Regions from separate parts of the Pan troglodytes genome. Here region 2 is linked to region 1. Evidence: chromatin contacts called from public HiChIP or PLAC-seq data. All regions are on one chromosome and are shown on one strand. Each heading gives the region's core, a stretch centred on a gene start, on an enhancer-like site or on the middle of the called end of the contact. The rest is flanking DNA. Distances are from core to core; before and after follow the strand shown.

Evidence for each region. HiChIP or PLAC-seq counts read pairs in DNA pulled down with a chosen protein or histone mark.
Region 2: a contact with region 1 is called in an H3K4me3 HiChIP or PLAC-seq map of stem cell-derived excitatory neurons, with 6 times the contacts expected there. The contact joins the promoter of IFNGR1 here to the promoter of PEX7 in region 1.

What each region holds. Positions count from the first base shown.
Region 1 is chr5:148,668,948-148,673,326 of NHGRI_mPanTro3-v2.0_pri, reverse strand. PEX7 (peroxisomal biogenesis factor 7) reads right to left here and starts at 2,103. Exons shown (of 10, transcript XM_518763.9): 1 at 1,894-2,103. The coding sequence starts at 2,023. It overlaps MAP3K5 (mitogen-activated protein kinase kinase kinase 5), which reads left to right and starts at 1,914. Exons shown (of 30, transcript XM_054686344.2): 1 at 1,914-2,605. The coding sequence starts at 2,599.
Region 2 is chr5:149,067,362-149,071,855 of NHGRI_mPanTro3-v2.0_pri, reverse strand. It overlaps IFNGR1 (interferon gamma receptor 1), which reads left to right and starts at 3,210. Exons shown (of 7, transcript XM_001171570.7): 1 at 3,210-3,382. The coding sequence starts at 3,298. It overlaps LOC134810376 (a long non-coding RNA gene), which reads right to left and starts at 3,196. Exons shown (of 3, transcript XR_010158206.1): 1 at 3,107-3,196.

The DNA.
Region 1 (4,379 bases), core at 854-3,353:
TTAATATGTTACCTGTCAAAGATTAATTATTTTACCAAAGGGCCATTGTATTTTAAAAGTTATGTTTACTTTTTATAGAGACCAAGGGGGAAAATCTCTTCTATTTAAACATGACTGAATTTTTTTTTTTAAATACCAATTCCCTTTAAAGAGTTTTTGCATAAGATTTTAAGTAGCATTACAGGCGAGTCACAGTGGCTCACGTCTGTAATCCCAGCACTTTGGGAGGCCAAGGCAGGAAGATCGCTTGCACCCAGCTCCGGACCAGCCTGGGCAACATAGTGATACCCTGTCTCTACAAAAATAAAAAATCAAAAATTAGCCAGGTGTGATGGTACATGCCTGTGGTCCCAGCTACTGGTGAGGTTGAGACAGGAGGATCATATGAGCCCAGGAGGTTGAGGCTACGGTGAGCCGTGATTGCACCACTCTACTCAACCTAGGCAACAGGGTGAGACCCTGTCTCTAAAGAGAAAAAGAAAAAAGAAAAAAAGGAAACTACTACCATTATAGACTCATGAGTCTTCAATCTAACTGGTGGGCCATGTAAATCTGAATGTGCAAGCACTAAGAGCTAATAATGAAAATAAATCAAGTATTTCTCTGAGTTTTAGAAGTAACATTTTTTTCTGCTGTAGGACAAAACAAAAAAATACAATAGATCACTGACATTATGAAATAAGTTTTTGCATCTCGCTTCAGTGCGTATAATACCTAGGACATGAATTAAGGCAAAAGCGAGAATGAACCCACGCCTTTTCATCTAGTCCACGGACTAGATGGACTCTTTTTTGAGAAGGAGTTTTGCTCTTGTTGCCCAGGCTGGAGTGCAATGGCACGATCTCGGCTCACCGCAACCTCCGCCTCCTGGGTTCAAACTATTCTCTTACCTCAGCCTCCCGAGTAGCTGGGATTACAGGCATGCGCCACCACGCCCGGCTAATTTTGTATTTTCAGTAGAGACGGGGTTTCTCCATGTTGGTCAGGCTGGTCTGGAACTCCCGAACTCAAGTGATCCGCCCACCTCGGCCTCCCAAAGTGCTGGGATTACAGACGTGACCCACCGCACCGCGCTTGGCCTTTTTTCTTTTTAAGACGGGGTCTCAGTCTGTCACCCAGGCTGGAGTGGAGTGATGTGATCTCAGCTCACTGGGCTGGGGCAGAGTGATGTGATCTCAGCTCATTGTAGCCTCAACATGCCGGGCTCAAGCGATCCTCCCGCCTCAGCCTCCTGAGCAGCTTTAACCACACGCTGAGCCAATGCGCGCGACGGGAGACAATTAACTGGAGTCTGTAACACCTACTTGCGAATGTGTGCATTCCTCGTTAGACAACTACAGGTAAGAACTGAACTTGATATATTTCATGGTGTCACCCGTGGGACTCCAGGCGTCCATTCAGGAGCATCGTCCTTAGGAAGGCCAGCCCGCAGGTCGCGGCTCAGTGCTCGAATGCAGACTGGGAATTGTGGACCAACTCGCGAGCCCTGGGTCGGTTCTGGCTCAGACCGTCTTCCCCGTACTGCTGTGCCGAGCGGACCGATCCAAGGGACCGCGCAGGCTCCCCCGGCTCTCCCTACGGGGACGTGTGCCTGGGCGTGTGACACGTGGCGGAGGCAGCGCGGTCTCAAGGAACAAGGACATGGGCTACTATGCTACACGTATATGCACTTGCACACAACTGGAAGATCGACTCCTGCTTCAGACCAACTCCTCGCGCTCGGCAAAGAAGGGAGAGGCGCCGACCAGCGCCTCTTCTGCCCCCTGGCGTGGACCCGCGGAACCGTCTACGCTCAGAGGGGCTTTCCCTCGAGCGCGAGGAACTGGAGCCCGGCTGGCCCCCGCCTCCGCCTCCGCCTCCGCCCCCCGGCCCCAGCTGCGCTGCGCCGCTCACCCGCGATGCCGTAGTGCTGCGCGGTGGCGCAGGCCAGGCGGCCCGGCAGGTACGGGGAGAACTCGGCGGCGTAGCCGTGGCGTCCCCGCGTCCGCAGCGTCCGCGCCGCTCCACCGCACACCGCACTCATCCCGCCCGCCGCCCCCGGCCCTCGCTGCCCCGGCCGCGGAAGCCGTTCCGAGTCGGAGGCACACTGCCGCGGTTAGAGAGACCAGGAAGACCGGACGGAAGTGTGGGCCCCGTGCCCTGTGTTTGAGATTCTGATTGGTCCGCACAGGAAAGGGCATTGACTCCGACGGAGACCATTTTTGTTTTGGGTGAAACCAAACTGAATTGCGCCTGCTGCAAAGATACAGATCTATCAGGGGAGTGATCCAGGGTTAGGTATTATTAATAATTACGACAGCTTTTGTCGTTGCATCTCAACCTCCTCTGCGGTGCTATCTGGTTTTTATTTCATTGAGCGTTTGGAAGACTGGCATCAGGAACTTTTCCTGATGATTATAAAGTGAGAAAAGTTACAGCCGACTCTGAAACCACGCAGCGCGTCCAAAATTGCGTGCTGCGTTGCCCAAGGAAACTGGAAGCAATGATAACTTAAGTCCGTGGAGTCACTGCGGTCTTTAGGAATAAGAGCGTGGGCTGGTGGGCTACTTTCACACTGTAACTGGAAAAGATGAAACACCAACTCCAAACCAACTCCCCATGCTTGGTAAGTGAGAAAAAGGAGCTGGCCAGTTCTAATGAAGCTAAGCAAAAAAGCAGCACATCATCATAAACAACTTTTTAAAAAAGTATTACTATACATGTATATATTGTATGGTAATAAGTGCTCAGATGCTGGTGCTCATTCATTCATTTATTGCCAGGCATATACTATGTGGAGAATGACCAAATATAATTTACCTGCCAAACCAAGATACTTTTGAGAGTAAAGAGGGTGTAATTATTAAGCCAGGTCAACAGGCACAAACCAAGTCGTATGATCATCTTAACCATATACCAAGAATAGTACTAGGCATTTGGGATTCAAAATAATGGGATATGGTCCATGGCCTCAAGAGATGAGAGAAGAAGACTAAAAGAGAAGTCATGTAATTAGTTAAGTGTAATCAAAATACTGTAGAGGCTATGATAAATATATATGGGGTATTTTTAAAAGGTGATTGTCCGTGCCAGAGGTATGGAAATTTCAGGAAAGGCTGCAGAAGAGAGAGAAGTCTTTATGGTGATTGCACACAGATGAGTAGGTTTTCTTTAGGTAGACAAGAAGATGGAGATCTTTGTAGGAGCAGGAATAACATGAGCAACCCAGGAGATTTAAACCAGCATGATCCATAGGGGGTCGTGGCTGCCAGGACTCAGCCTGGCCAGATGGAAGGGATACGGTGAAAAAAATATTGGGTGGGGAGACTGTGGAGTGTTTTACTGGGGCTAGATCATGAAGAGTCTTATATACCATACTAAGAGAATTGGATTTCTACTGTAAACAATGAAAAACAGTGGAAGTTTTCTAATGTGAGAAATTAAATGACCAAGGTTTTATTTTAAAAAGTCCTGCAACACTAATATGGAGGATAGAGTTTGGAGATGGGGAGGCCAGTTAAAAGACTTTTTCAGGCCGGGCGCGGTGGTTCACACCTGTAATCCCAGCACACTAGGAGGCCGAGGCAGGCGGATCACTTGAGGATCCAGACCAGTGTGGCCTCTATTATTTTGGATTTTTATCATATGTAGTCACTGGAATGTATGCTGCATGAGGGCAGAAATTTTTGCTTGTTATGTTCGCTGTTGTATCCCAAGGACCTGGTATTTAAGCACTCAGGAAATGTTGAGTGAATGCAGCCTAATACAATGCCTAAATGATCAGTGTGTTTTTCGTAATACTACAAAAAGTAACCTGGAAACATTCTGGAGTTTATTGAAATGCTAAACAGGTGTTAATAAAATATCAAAGTAAGCAAACATGAAGCAGCTGGGACCTTGGCAAAGAGTTGTATATAAAGAGTTATCCAATCTAAGCTAAAAATAGTGTGGTATCTCTGGGAGGGACAAAGGCTGGTTCCAGCTGGGGTAAACTATTTACAGTGACCTTGGACATACACACACACACAAACTGAGCTATTACCTGCTCCTTACCTAACCATACATGATTATAGCATTGTAAAATATTTCATCCCACCTGTGAAGCTTTCTAAAATATAAACAACTAAACATATAAAAAATAAACCATACTCTTACACTAGATTTTGAGCATCTCGAAGTAATGTCCAAGTCTAATTTGTTTGTGTCTCCAGTACCTTGAAGAATGTCCAATATATACTAAACACTGCACAAATGTTTGACAACTTGAGCTGAACTGGAAAATTAAGGAAAAGGAACATGAAATGCTCCTTAGATTCTCCTTGTCCCCTGCCCTTGCTCCACACCCCTTCCTCCACCCATGCTTTACCAAGTGGAGTCCAAGTTTGATAGGAGTATGGAAA
Region 2 (4,494 bases), core at 1,961-4,460, 400 kb before region 1:
TGCACTGTGCTCAGAGCCAAAATGCACAGTTTGTTCCACACACACAGGCTCTGTTCTCATTGGATCATATTTCTAGCTTCTTAAATTGTTTTATTTGGCCTATTAACTTGAAAGGCAGGTGAGTATGGTCTTCAAAATGTAGCCTTGCTCCTGAGCAGCAGCACTTCAGTATACACTTGGCTTTGGAATGATCTACGCTCCACCCCAATTTGTTTTCTTCATTTTAAAAACTAATCTGAGGCTCTAGTGGGGACCAACGTATACTTGGATATTCCCCAGCCATTAGGCATTGGAAATTTATCAAGGAAAGCTGACACCGCTCATTTGTTTCTGTGTTAGCTGTATGAGATTTTTATATGGGATTTTAAAATACAGTTTATTGCTCTTCTTCCTACCTCTCTTATTAGCCGGTGGCCACCCCCATCTTTTAACTTTATTCAGGCTAATTTTACCTTATCCTTCAGGTCACAACATAACGGTAACTTCCTTAAAAAAGAATTTCCCTAAATCCAGACACAGTGGCTCACACCTGTAATCCCAGCATTTTGGGAGCCTGAGGCAGGAGAATCATTTGAGCCCAGGAGTTTGAGACCAGCCTGAACAACACAGCAAGACCCCAGCTTTATAAAAAATTTAAAAACTAGCCGGGCATAAGGCCAGGCAAGGTGGCTCACTCCTGTAATCCCAGCAGTTTGGGAGGCCAAGGTGGGCGGATTGCTTGAGCTCAGGAGTTTGAGATCAGCCTGGGCAACATGGTGAAACCCCATCTCCACAAAAGACACAAAAAAATGCCTGTGGTCCCAGCTACTTGGGAGGCTGAGGTGGAAGGATGGCTTGCGCCCGGGAGGTGGAGGTTGCAGTCAGCTGAGATTGTGCCACTGTACCTCAGCCTAGGTGATACAGCCAGACCCTGTCTCAAAAAAAAAAAAAAAAAAAAAAATTAGCCAGGCATGGTGGTGTACACCTGTAGTCCCAGCTATTTGCGAGGCTGGGGCAAGAGGATCATTTGGGCCCAGGAGTTTGAAGCTGCAGTAAGCTATGATCATGCCTCTGCACTGCAGCCTAGACGACAGAGTGAGACCCTGTCTCAAAAGAAAAAAGAAAAGAAAGACTTTCCTTAAAATGTAGACTAAGTTAAATTCCTGTTTATACTCCTTTAATCTCTTCCCATTGCTCTCCTTGGGAATGATGATCACGATTTCAGTACTTGTGTAATTCCCTGTTTAACAGCTATCTCCCTCAGTAGACGGTAAGCTCCGTGAGGGCAGGGGCCATGTCTGTCTTGCTCAGGTCTTTATCTCTGTGCCTGGTCATGTCAGTCACAGACAGTATCACTTGATAATATTCACCCAATTAATAAATATATTTAGTCTCCAAATGACTAACTAGCAAAGTCTTCAGAAGGATACGTAGGGTGGTGGGTGCTGTGATTGTGAAACTTGCCCAGATCCCTCTCAGGAACAGAAGACTGGGTTCTGTCCCCTTCCTGATGTTAGGAGTGCTGCCAGTAGACACCCTCAACCGTCAGAGTTCCTCTGGGGAATGCCTCCATGAAAGAAATGGACAGCTCCAAAATCATGATAGTTGGTATTCAATGACTAATCAGTGTTGGGTTTTAAGGCCCAGCCCCTCATACCAACTCAAGACACCTTTACAAGGCCATCCCAACTCCAGAGCGCCCCTTGGGAGCCTTTACTGGGATGGCATCACAGATCAACTTCTTCCTCCGCTCTGCTTCCTCCACCTCCCCTTCACAGACGTTTATTCCAAGAGCACTCCCTAATCAATGCCTTATACCTTAATCTCGACCTCAGCGTTTACTGCCAGGGTAACCCAGCCTGTGACGAGTACCACAAAAATGTTTACAAACTGGATATCATATTTTGTCCTACTCCATAGACGCCTAAACGGTAAAGATCAGTTATTTATCCTTGCATCCTTACAACGAATAGAAGGTGTCTTTCATATAGTGGACATCAGAAACACATCAAAGGAAATATTCTCCCTAAACTTAGTCTAGATTGAGCTAAATTCTTCTGATTCAAAGTGTGGTCCTGTTGAAAGGGGCACCAGCATCCCCTGTGCATTTTGTCCGAAATACAAAATCTCAAGACCCAACCTGAATTAGAACTACTGAATCCAAATCTGCATTTTATCAAGATCCCCAGATGGTTCACATGTATGTTGAAGTTTGAGAAGTACTGAGCTAAGGGATTTATTAATACAAGTAAAATGATCTGGCTGATAATACCTCTAGTTTATATAGTGTCTTTATAAGGATTTTCCCTCTTTAAAAATTTTCCTTAACACTAGTAATCATGCAGTCTTTCACTCAACAAATACTAATTGAGTGCCAAGTAAAGATGTCAGCTCTACGGAGCTTACATTTTAGAAGGAGAAGAAAACAAATATCAAGGTGTATATTATAGTGTACAGCAGGGTGAAAAGTGCCATGAAAAAACAGTAGAGCGGGGTAAGGAGGAGGAGAAGGTGTGTTGCAATTTAAAATTTTTACAAAAGGTCATGATACTCAGAGAATTGAAACAGGTGAGATCATTAGACATTCGCATGTTTGAGCACAAGCGCTGAAGGACTTAGCAACGTGGCTGCAGTGGAATAGGAGAGATGCAAAATAACAGACAAACCCAGAGAGGTAAGAGAGCAGACCTCTTCATGAGAGGCTGCCTAATAAACTGATTTGACACTCAATTGCTGAGAAGGTAATGCAAATAGTTTTTTTCTCCAAGAACAAAGTAGTTCTTGGTCAAGCCGATTTGATTTGGGCTGTGGGAATCTGCACAAACCATTTCACTAGCTAAGTCTCAGGTTCCTCAAATGAAAAAGCAGGGACTGGAAATGGCTTTTGAAGTCTCATTCTCTTCTAAAAATGTCAGGCTCCAAGACACCCAGGTGAAGTCCAAGAGTTAGTAAAATAAGGATTGTGGCTCGGCTGTGGCCTAATGCAAACTTGCACAACCCCAGGAAACCGAAAAAACTGGAAGAAGAATTGCGGAATGGGGTGCCAGGTTGAAAGACCTTAACCTTTGCACTCAAATTCCTCCCACACCCAGAAGTCCAGGTCCCGACCGCACGACGCCGTGCTCACCGCTGGGTGCTGCGCCTGAGTCCGCCTCCTGCGGCTTCCCGGACTTGACCCCGCCCACGCCCTGGTCCCGCCTCCTGCCGACGCCGGCACAGACCCCGGTGACGGAAGTGACGTAAGGCCGAGGCTGGAGGGCCGCGCTGGGCTGGGCCCACAGGCGCTCGGGGTTGGACCCAGCGACCGTCGGCAGCAGCATGGCTCTCCTCTTTCTCCTACCCCTTGTCATGCAGGGTGTGAGCAGGGCTGAGATGGGCACCGCGGATCTGGGGCCGTCCTCAGGTACCGTCGCTCGCGGCAGGGCTGCGGCCGGGTCGGGACGAGAGGGAGGGAGGGGTCCGCCCCAGCCGGGAAGCCCCGCCCCGCTTCTCCGCGGTCGCCCTAGCCCGGGACCCCTTTGTCGGGCCCTGAGCGGGCGACGGGGACGCGAGGTGGGGTCGCGAGACTGGGGCTCCGTGGTTTGCACTCGTCGGTTGCCTTTCTCCTGCCTCTTCCCTGGTTGCCGCCACAACAAATCACGCCGCTTGTTTTTCCGACTCTTGTAATCCACTTTTAAATACGATTATGCGCTGCAGAAGGACGTTGCCGGTCAATGTGGGACAGCGTGGTCTCAAAGATTATAATATCGTCTTCTTACTGTACCTTTTTTTATGGTTAGATACGCAGATACTCACTAGTATGCTACGGTTGCCTGTAGTGTTCAGTGCAGTGACAGGCTGTACAGATTCATGACCTAAGAGCAGTAGGCTGTGTCATCTGGGTTTGTCTGGGTTTCTACTGCCCGAAGAAATTGCCTAAGGGGACATTTCTCCATTTCTCAGAACGGATCTCCATCGTTAAGTGACGCATGACTGTGAGTGTCCTGATCAGCATGTGGCATCGTGGTCTCAGTTCGTGGCTTAAATACTTCTTTCTTAGCGGGGGTGGGGGGGGACTCAAAGTGCTTAGGGTAGGAAAGTATGCATTATGTCGCCAGCTGAGAAGTAAGTGGCAGCTGAGAAGTAAGTGGCAGTCCGTCTTAGGTCTCAGTCTGGAAGTGGTGGATTGCCGGCACTCACTAGCAGATTTGGCAGTAGGTCTCTTCGTGCGGGTTTGTTCTTCGGAGCATTTTATTTCCACCTGCTTATTGACATTTCCTAGAAAACAAATGTTGAGGGTGGCTTTTCTGAAGTGCAGAGTAATTGTGATTACGAGCTCCAGAGAAAAGAGTAAACCTTTTCAATTCAGTTTTCTTTTTTTTATTATGATTTATGATTCATACGGACTTTGAAAGGTCCACGTTTTGGTTCTGTGTTCACAACAATCTTCTAGAGCAGGCGTTATTTGTCTCTGTCTTTATGGACGAGAAATTGAGTTACGGAGAGGCCTGCCCAACTGGCAGAGAGGTCATAGCC